Linked DNA regions of Zea mays: regions 2 and 3 are each linked to region 1. Evidence: chromatin contacts called from public Hi-C data. All regions are on one chromosome and are shown on one strand. Each heading gives the region's core, a stretch centred on a gene start, on an enhancer-like site or on the middle of the called end of the contact. The rest is flanking DNA. Distances are from core to core; before and after follow the strand shown.

Evidence for each region. A called contact is a pair of places that touch in the nucleus more often than the background predicts.
Region 2: a contact with region 1 is called in a Hi-C map of endosperm, with 4 times the contacts expected there. The contact joins the promoter of LOC103639593 here to the promoter of LOC103639563 in region 1. A contact is called at or near these places in 5 of 25 Hi-C or Micro-C datasets (bundle sheath, ear, endosperm and 2 more).
Region 3: a contact with region 1 is called in a Hi-C map of leaf, with 7 times the contacts expected there. The contact joins the promoter of LOC100276014 here to the promoter of LOC103639563 in region 1. A contact is called at or near these places in 12 of 25 Hi-C or Micro-C datasets (bundle sheath, ear, endosperm and 4 more).

Annotation. Positions count from the first base shown.
Region 1 is chr1:153,293,795-153,296,989 of Zm-B73-REFERENCE-NAM-5.0, forward strand. It overlaps LOC103639563 (protein MODIFIER OF SNC1 1), which reads left to right and starts at 1,915. Exons shown (of 9, transcript XR_559530.3): 1 at 1,915-2,442.
Region 2 is chr1:153,457,703-153,460,845 of Zm-B73-REFERENCE-NAM-5.0, forward strand. It overlaps LOC103639593 (VAN3-binding protein), which reads left to right and starts at 1,291. Exons shown (of 7, transcript XM_008662325.4): 1 at 1,291-1,699; 2 at 2,225-2,335. The coding sequence starts at 1,400.
Region 3 is chr1:153,060,280-153,063,079 of Zm-B73-REFERENCE-NAM-5.0, forward strand. LOC100276014 reads right to left here and starts at 1,307. Exons shown (of 6, transcript XM_035964112.1): 1 at 1,040-1,307; 2 at 847-956; 3 at 1-28. The coding sequence starts at 5. It also overlaps the pseudogene LOC103644966.

The sequences.
Region 1 (3,195 bases), core at 665-3,164:
GAGGCTGGCAGAAAGCCAAGCAACGCTTTCGCCCATAACCAACGTGGTCGTCGCTGCACGGCCACCCGAACCTTTGGACACAAGTGTCGGCACAACGTTTTGGGTGGCCCGAGGGCAAGGAGTCGATGATATAGAGGCTAAAGAAGCACTCAATCATAGAGACCTTGCCGGAGGTCAAGGGAAAAAACTTCGATAGCAAAGACAGGGAACGGAGACGGAAAACAACAGTGGAGCACATGTGGCGAAGGTCCGTGGCCACTGGAAGGCGGTAGCGGGGGACTGAGCGGAGGAAAAGGTGTGGGGCGGAGGGGAGTAGTAGGGCCTAGACTCAACTATAGATCTGAACCAATGCGTTGAGGCCGACAACGTACATGACACACACGACGAACGTGGTCAGCAGTATGATCACCATCTCCACCACCCCGCTATGGCCGGGGCGAGTAGAGGGGCGCGCCGCGGCCCACGCGCTGCCAGGGTGAGGACCGCAACAACTACAGCCGATGGCCAAGGGTATACCGGAACTGCGACGGCATGCTAGATCCACCCTCGGGCGGCCCAGATCCATCTTAGGGGCGTCTGATCTTGCCGTCGGCGAGGCTCTAGCAACGGGGCGATTATCGACTAGAGCTTGAAGGTAAAGGGAGGTGGAGGGGAGAAGGGACATGAGTAGATATGTCAATGGGGACCCGATACTGGCTAACCCGTGGGGAATTCCCCTATTAGGGTACGAGTATGGGACAAAAAATGTCCCCATGGGTATGGATATGGGACAAAATCTCCACCCATTGGGTAAACGGGTATGGGTTTGGGAAGCAATAATCCGAACCTGATTACCCATGGATATTTCATATGTGTACACCTGTCCTGTTTGTATGAATGAGTTGAGGTCGAGCCGGCCACCAAACCCAGCACGGCAGCGCACCAAACACCAGGTCCTAGCCTAACAAGGCAACTAGCAGAATAGCAAAAAACGAAATCCTAAAATAACCAGCCATACACTACGCCGACTGCTAGGAGACTAGGACGACGGTAACGACCATGGATTCTCAGACGCCAACGAACTCGGATGGTGACCAAGGAAGGTAAGGAGACTCTATTTCTCCATTTCTTCTATTGGTCCTGAAGTACAGTTTTTTTATGGATGGATGAATGGATCATGGTTCATGGATGAGTGCTTGCCGATGTGGTGATGTATGAAATCTGGATAGTTTGTACTAGCTGTTAGTACCTAGTTATCCTTTAATTGGGGATGTGGACCCATTGGGGACCCGAAACCCGAATGGAGATGAGTTTTGCACCCATGATGGGTATGATGATGTGTATGGGGATGGATCAGATATGATGGGATGAGTCTGGGATGCTATAACCCTGTGGGGAATACCCCATTGACATCTCTAGACATGAGAGGCTGAATTGAGCCCCGCTGCCGCCTTCCTAGCATCGACACGGGTCTCCCAGCCGTGTGCTCAGACGACGACGAAGTGGTGGAGAAGGGCGACGATTACGGGCGACACGACATGAGTTTCCGCCCGTATCGCCCCTGAAGGACAACGCAAGTGACCTTTTTCAAAATACCATGATTTTGAAAATTTTTAGAATCACAACCAAATACCAACCAAACACTTTATGATATAAAATACTATTACTAACCATAGTACCTAAAAATAAAAAAATATTTTACTTCCACATAGACCCTCAAGCAGTCAAGCCCTCAATTCACCTGTCTAGTGTCCAAGGTTTACAAAACCGATAAAAACCGACGGAGTGCGGTTTTTGTTAACCACCGGTTTTTTTTTCAAATTCGTTCTAAATTCAAAAAATTTGAAAAAAATCATCTACGGGTACCCACCGCCAGTCTCTACCATCTACGAATCTCCCTCCGCTCCTGTTCCGCCACCGCCAGTGCAGGAGAGCGCACGGGCTCCCGTCCCCGCGTCCATTCACGCCATGCCACGCGTCCGTCCTCTCTGACCCTTTTTATTATTTTCGCTCTCACGAACCCCTCTGGCCTCTGGCCCTCTCCAACCTTCTCTCTTCCCCGTTCCCCCGTCGCCTCGGCATTCCGCCGCCGACTCCGACGAGGGGGCCCCACCTGTCATCCTCCTCCCCCGCCGCCGTTCGCCGGACGGCAGCGCGACGAGGAGCCGTTTACCCCTTCCTGCCCCGCGGCATCCGCGTTCGCGTTGTGCGCCGCTGATCCGAGCGGACCGCTTCCCGCGCTGATCGCTTTCTCCGTTCGACCCCTAGGGTTTCGGCGTTCCCCTGTCTCCCCGCGCCCCCTTGGAGGCAGCACCAGAGATCTCGATCTTCCGCGGCCTCGGTCGCGCTACGCAGTTGACCCCGCTCGATTTATCACCGGGGAATTAGAGAGGCGTTTTCCGGGGGAGTTTCTTCGCGGGGAAGAGGGGCCATGGCCTCGAGTCTGCTCACCACGGACAGGAGGTTCGTGGTCTCCATCCCACGCTCCCACACGTTACAATTATTTTCTTAAATTTTCCATTCGCAATTCTGGTTTGATCGTGTAGTGCCTGTGCATTGATACCTGTGTTTTTTTCTTTAAAAAACTAGAAAATTAGTATCTATTTGGTGTAGTGAGGTTGTGGGAGCAGCAGCCTCTGTCAATTTATTTTGGAGGTATAGATGCTAATTGGATATTTGCCATTACAACAAAAGGGGTTCACAAAATTGTCATCAGGACCACATTCTATAGACTCAGCTAGACCCACAATTCATAGATACAGTTGCATTTATAACAAGGAGTCAATGTTTTAAGTGCCAAAATACCCATTATTCCAGCTTTTGGATGGTGGGGTTTGATATTGAGCTGCTGATTGGCCAATCGGCTTAATGGAGCTACAAAGTCCAGCTGGCGTGGCACTTGTGTCATCATGCTGGAACCAAAGTGTTTTATTGGTGACAATTATATGAAGATTTTGTCAGTTTGGCCATTGGATTTGTCCGGTAATCCAACTTGTGTGGACAGAGGTCGATGAAGGATGTAGTGATTTTATGCTCTTGCTGTGAGTTCGTTCTGAAATTCTGGATTTATGCTTATGGTTTTGTGCACATGGTCCTCCTGTCTTGATAGCTTGCTTACCCTTTTCCATCTTTCAATCAAGCCTTCTGTTTTTTTGCTTAACTTTTTTTGGGATCTATTTGTGGTTTTATGGTGTGCTTAGTAAAAAGCTGTGATGC
Region 2 (3,143 bases), core at 41-2,540, 160 kb after region 1:
TTGTGGTGGGCCAGTGCGTCGAAGAAGTTAATTCATAGCAACTCAATCCACATAATTTAGTCGTTTTGAGTTTGTCCTAAGTCAAACTATTTTTACTTTGACCAATAATATATTGTTGAGCACCATATCTGGCACCTGGCACGGATGGTTGGTGCCCTATGGCTCGAACGGTCCGTGCACCCGCGACCAGATTAGCACGGGCGAGAGTACTTATCACATGTGTGGTTATCCTAACCTATCCATGAGAATCTGTTGGATCTAGCCTAAGAATAGGTCTAGACCTCCTCCACTATAAATATAAAGGGGTACGACCGATTGAGAACTACCAAACACATTTCAATCGAACCAATTTACTTTATCTACCTTTCATTAACAAACATGCCCTAGGAGTAGGTGTAGCGTGTTCTAGTTGTAGCTTTCCGCATATCCACCTCCACCCATATTTGACTCTACATCGTCTAAATCCGTCGTGGGTGGCCTGCCGACCCCAAGATGATCCTAGTATCTTGCCATTTCACTCAAGATCTCTTCCTTGACTTGATTTTTTTAATTCTTAGACGACTCTACATCGTTTAGGGACGTCTCGGGTGACCTATCGACCTAGAGCACCTAAAGTTCTCTCTTCGGTAGACGAGATCTAAGTTCCTGTGAGGAGGAAGGCGACCCTGCACCATCACGGACCATCCAACCTAGAGTTGGATCGTCTGGAGCGATGTAGGAAAGGAGTCGAATTTTAATAGTGGCATTGAACCAAATTTTGGTTGTTCGAAATGGTAGACTTTGACAATTGTTATGATTATTGAGTTGATATTTGATAGCATCATTAAACAATGACCTATGCGTCCTCTATTGCAATCTATTGCAACGCACAAATATATACCTAATATATTATCTAAATTAATATTACCTTCACCTGTACACGGGTAATGCATATACTCCAGCGCGACCATCCATTCTTGTATCAGCATGGATAAGAGAATGATCATTGATCCTAATACAAAGCCCAACCAACAATGACTTCCCTTCGTTCCCAGCACCTTTATTTTAATTAATAGCCCAACAAACTTCCTAAAAACAGAGAGACGCTAAGCTGATCAACGACCCGGACTTTTGGATCATCCGCCCGTTCGTTCATCTGACATCACCCAACTCAAGTGTAATAAGCCAAGACAAGGACAAGTAAAGCTGGCCTAGTCGCCACTCGCGGTCTCACTCAAGTCTCAACAGACCACACTCACGGTCTCACACTCTCACTATAAAACGCACCCCCCGCTTCCCAAAAGCAACCTCCGCTCCCCCTCGCCACTCGCCACTCGCCACCACAGCCCCCGCGCGCTGTAAGCCCCACGCGCGACACGACCGCGCGCACGCGGAGCAAGCAACCGTCCAGGCTCCCACCATGACCGACGCGGGCGCCGCCAGGGCCAGGAGGCCGGGCGGCGGCGGCGACGGGGACCTCCCGCTCCGCCCGCCGGAGCCGCCGCGGGACCCGCTGGAGTTCCTGTCCCGCTCCTGGAGCGTGTCGTCGTCCGCGGCCGACGACGTCTCCCGTGCGCTCGCGCCCGCGCTGGCCTCCGGGGCCGCCATCGCCGAGGACGTCGCCGGGGAGCTCGACGCCGCCTCCGGGTCCTCCTTCTCCTTCGCGTCCGCCGCCACCTCGCAGCTCGTCTTGGACCGGATCATGGCGCCGACGTCGGTGGTACGTGCGTGTGCCTCCTTCGCCACTTTTTTCCTCATCCATTCTCATAATAATAAAAAACGGAGAAAAAAATCCGGTCTTTCTTACAAACAGAAAACAAATCCGAGTCAGCCAGGCTTCTCCTTAGATTTTTTTCCTGCCGATTTCCCGTCTTCTCCGTCTGTTCTTCATGCCGATTGCTATGCCGCCGCCGTCGCCGCCTCTGTTTAACCTAATCTAATCTATGCCACCATCAGATGCCTCTGACTCTGCCTCTACTCCTAGAGGAGTCAGAGTCAGGTGAGGACAACAAGAACCAGACAAAAAAAAAAAACTCGCCGTTTTTCCCTTTCTCCTCCTGCACCAAAAAAAAACAAAACCGACAAACGTGTGAAGTGTGATACTCATGTCCTACACTCCTACTCCTCCAGTGGCGCGCCGCGCGCTCGATCTTTGTTTTTTTTTTGGTTCCAGCAACGGCCGCGGCACTGAGTTTGAGGCTCACTGATTTGATTTCCTTGCTTGGCTTGGCTTGGCTGGACACAGGAGGTGGCGCCGCTGACCTCCGGCCGGCTCTCCCACAGCAGCGGGCCTCTCAACTGCGGCGGGTCGCTCTCCGACAGCCCGCCCGTCTCGCCGGAGATCGACGACACCAAGGTCTCCCTCTTCTAACATTCTCGGACGTTTAGAACCTGGATGGACGTGTTTCTTTCAGTTTAATCAGAACAAATTCTGCTTATTTTATTATTAATTAATTAATTAATTAATTAATTAATTAACTGCCGTGCGCTTTTTATTTGGTACTCCAATCTCTGCTCTAGCCTGGTCAGCTGGGCTTAGAAGATATGGTGCATGCCTGCATCTTTTCTTTTGTTTTAGTAATTTTTCTGAGATCGATGCTGCACATCAGTCTGCATGCCTGTACCTGTCTGTCTGACTGCTGCTTCCTGGCTTTCTCAACCACGCTGTCCGTAAGAGCTGCTCATCTGGCCGCTGCTCCCTCTGTTTGATGCTCTGTCAGCCTGCCTGCCTGCCTTAGTAAACATAGTAGTAGCAGTACTCGTTTGTTTGCTACTTGGGCTGTGCATTTGTGCAAGAACCTTGTCCTTGAGTCGAAGACAGGGTTAGTAAACTCAGGAAGGATCATTAGCATGGCATAGACTCCCTTAGCAAACTCAGAGAGCATATCCAGCCACGTCAACTATATAAATGTCCTATAATATTAAAATAAATATATATTTTATAGATTGAGAAAATCAACAAAATATTCTACTCTCCAACGATAAAGCTTCAAATCTAAACTATAGGGCAGCGCACTATGGTGAAGTATATTTAATGCACTTAAAAAAGTGCCCTATAATTTTTTAATCAAGTTTTATCAAATAAGTCATTGTGGAGTAATTTCTTTTTGTACTAGAGCACTCTATATTTTCAGTTTGAGCTATTGTTGAAGATGCTCTTATCA
Region 3 (2,800 bases), core at 57-2,556, 230 kb before region 1:
GGCATCTCCTTTAATGTTGTGGTAATAACTGAAAAGGTATAAGAAATCGCTTTCATCAATAATATGCACATAGACAATAGATTAGAACAAGATACCAACATAATAATAAAATGTGGCCAGAAAACTTCAGTGCAATGATGTTTAAATTGCGCCAGTAAAGCGGTAAAAATACATGTTTTTTTTGCAGGAAGTGGTAAAACATATTACAAGAAGATGACAGGAAAGAATATAAAACTCACCAGTTGACGTACAAATAAAACTTATTTATCAACAAATTGAAAGAACTAGGCCCAAAATATGATAGTTCCAAGAGATAGCAGAGGACCCATCCAACCAACACATGGGCCTTCTGTGCCGCTCTATTGATGAATGCAAGTAAATTGCAACATCTCAACATCCATGAAGTCACCTAGGCCTCATCAAGTCAGGCAACTACTGAACCAAAAATAAGCAGCTAGCATGACTATTGAACAAAAAAAAGGAAAATCTCAAGTATGCAGGAGAGCTGTGCATCAAAAGCACAACAGAGTCCCCCCAACCCCCAACGCAGAACGGGACCTCGTTGGTCCGACCGGCTCGCCCAACTATGCAGCACGGATACGGCATTTTTCTAAACATTTCCGATATGTAGATACGTTTTATATTTTTTAAAATACATAATTAATAATAAATATTAAAATAAAATAAAAAAGCTGCAAGCAAATTTATCTTGCACATTAAGTCGCCTGTTGTCTCCAATCTACCAATCCCCATGTCCACATCTTCCAAATATCAACAGACAACAGTAGTCAGCAGATCAATACTTCAGCACGCAGCAAGAGGAAGCGAGGAAAGCAAGCTAGCTACCTACCGTCTCCGCCTGGCGCCTAGACGTGGCGGTGCGTGCCTGCGTAGGCTCCTTGCGGGGCGGCGACTCGTCGCCGGCGAGCGCTCCAGCTGTGGCTCCGGCGCGCTAGCTGCGGCCACGAGCACGATAAGGCGTCCGTCTACCTCCGGCAGCAACAGACTTGACCAGGCGATTGGATTCGGGGCGACGCACCCAAGCGATGGGATGGAGTGCAAGCCGCCGCCCGCTCCTCTGGCTCCAATAATGTGAAGGAGGCCAGCAGCCCAGGAGGGAGCGCCCGCGGGCCTCCGGGCGTCTAGGCAGCTGGCGACTCTGCGACCGGCGTAGTGGCGGCTGGAGCTAGAGGGAGGCGTAGTGGCGGCTGGAGATTGTGGGAGGACTGGCGACTCTACGTCGGGACGGAACGTGACCTGATGGGCCGCCTATTCGCTGTAGTAACTGGGCCGCGCAGATCCGCCTCTGAACGTGGACCTACGAGTATTATAATAGAACTAGGTAAATACCGTACGTTGCAACGAGAAAAAATAGTGCAATAATTACATATGTGACCATGTTATGTTGTTAATCAATATTATGGTGCCTCTAGAATTTTATAGAGACAATTAGTTGTAACCTTAAAGGTTGGGAATTGTTGATGTTCTTGATTCTAACTGCGCTCCATACTTGCTTGCCGGATTCATCTGTGGCTTGAATCTTGGATGTGAGGAGAAAATGACATGTTGATAGAAAGTCAATAACAAAGCAATGTCTTAAGGTACCAATGCCAATTAGCACAAGACGAAATGGTAAAATAGTCAGACAGTATGATTTTGATGAACACAGACAAATCAATAAAATTATCTCTAAAAAGATTGCGGGGCATTTCAACCACACAACTACACCATTTAATTAGATGAAGTCTTATAAATAATATGTACCTCTCGTCTTCGGGGTCGTGTGCAGGCATGGTGAGGGCCATGGCCGGAGCGAAGATTGGGGCGTGGTGCGACGGCATAGGCTTCTTCTTCGGGAATAGGGGCAAAGAAATATTGTAGACGTCACGTTTAATATATACAGTTGGAGCTTGGAGGATCTAAAAAGTACCTAACCTGAATATCTATAAAAGAAGCCTCATGATATTGATCTCAACTTTACTTACTGATATGATAACCAAGAGTAAGATAGGTGGTTGTAAAAAAGAGTGCAGCCAAGTCTTACTAAATTCTCCACAAAAAGTAGAAAGAAAATCCTATTAGGCTACCAAAGAGAAGGCTGGTACAAAAAAGACCGCAGTTGGCACAGAGAACCACTGAAGAAGAGTATAAACACCAACACAATCAACACAATGAAGTAATAGAAAAGATGACTAAAAGAGTAGAGAAGTCAAAAAAACATTGATTATAGTAACTACAGTATTCAAATTCATTACCATGGCTACTGAAGAAAAAGATGTATAAGACGATGGAGCTTGAGCTTCCATAACACCCAGAGTATCACCATGATAGGAACCATTTAGAACAAGTACCTAGAAAGGAATCATTAAGAATATATTAGAATGCACAAAATGAGCATTTACAGTTAATTACACAATATTTATATTAATTTGTCCCCTGTAAATACTAAATTACATATGAAATATAATAAATGAGATAAACACAGGGCTATGGTGATCAACCAAGGTTGATGGTGGTGAAGAATAAACATAAAACATTCTCTGACTATGAATTGTTTAGTAGTTCAGTCAATGATTAAGCAACGAAGACAAAGGATGTTTAGTATGGCCATAACATACCTTCAACTTAATGTTTCTTTCATTTCTTGTACTATTTTCACTACTGGCCATAATTCCATGATCAAGAGAAAATTTACGAAATGCAATCTTCAGAGCAATTTCAATTGTAGTGGATCCATTGTCTGAATAATAGACTCGAGAAGCCCAACATGAGAAAAAGGGCACACTTCCAAAAGATAATT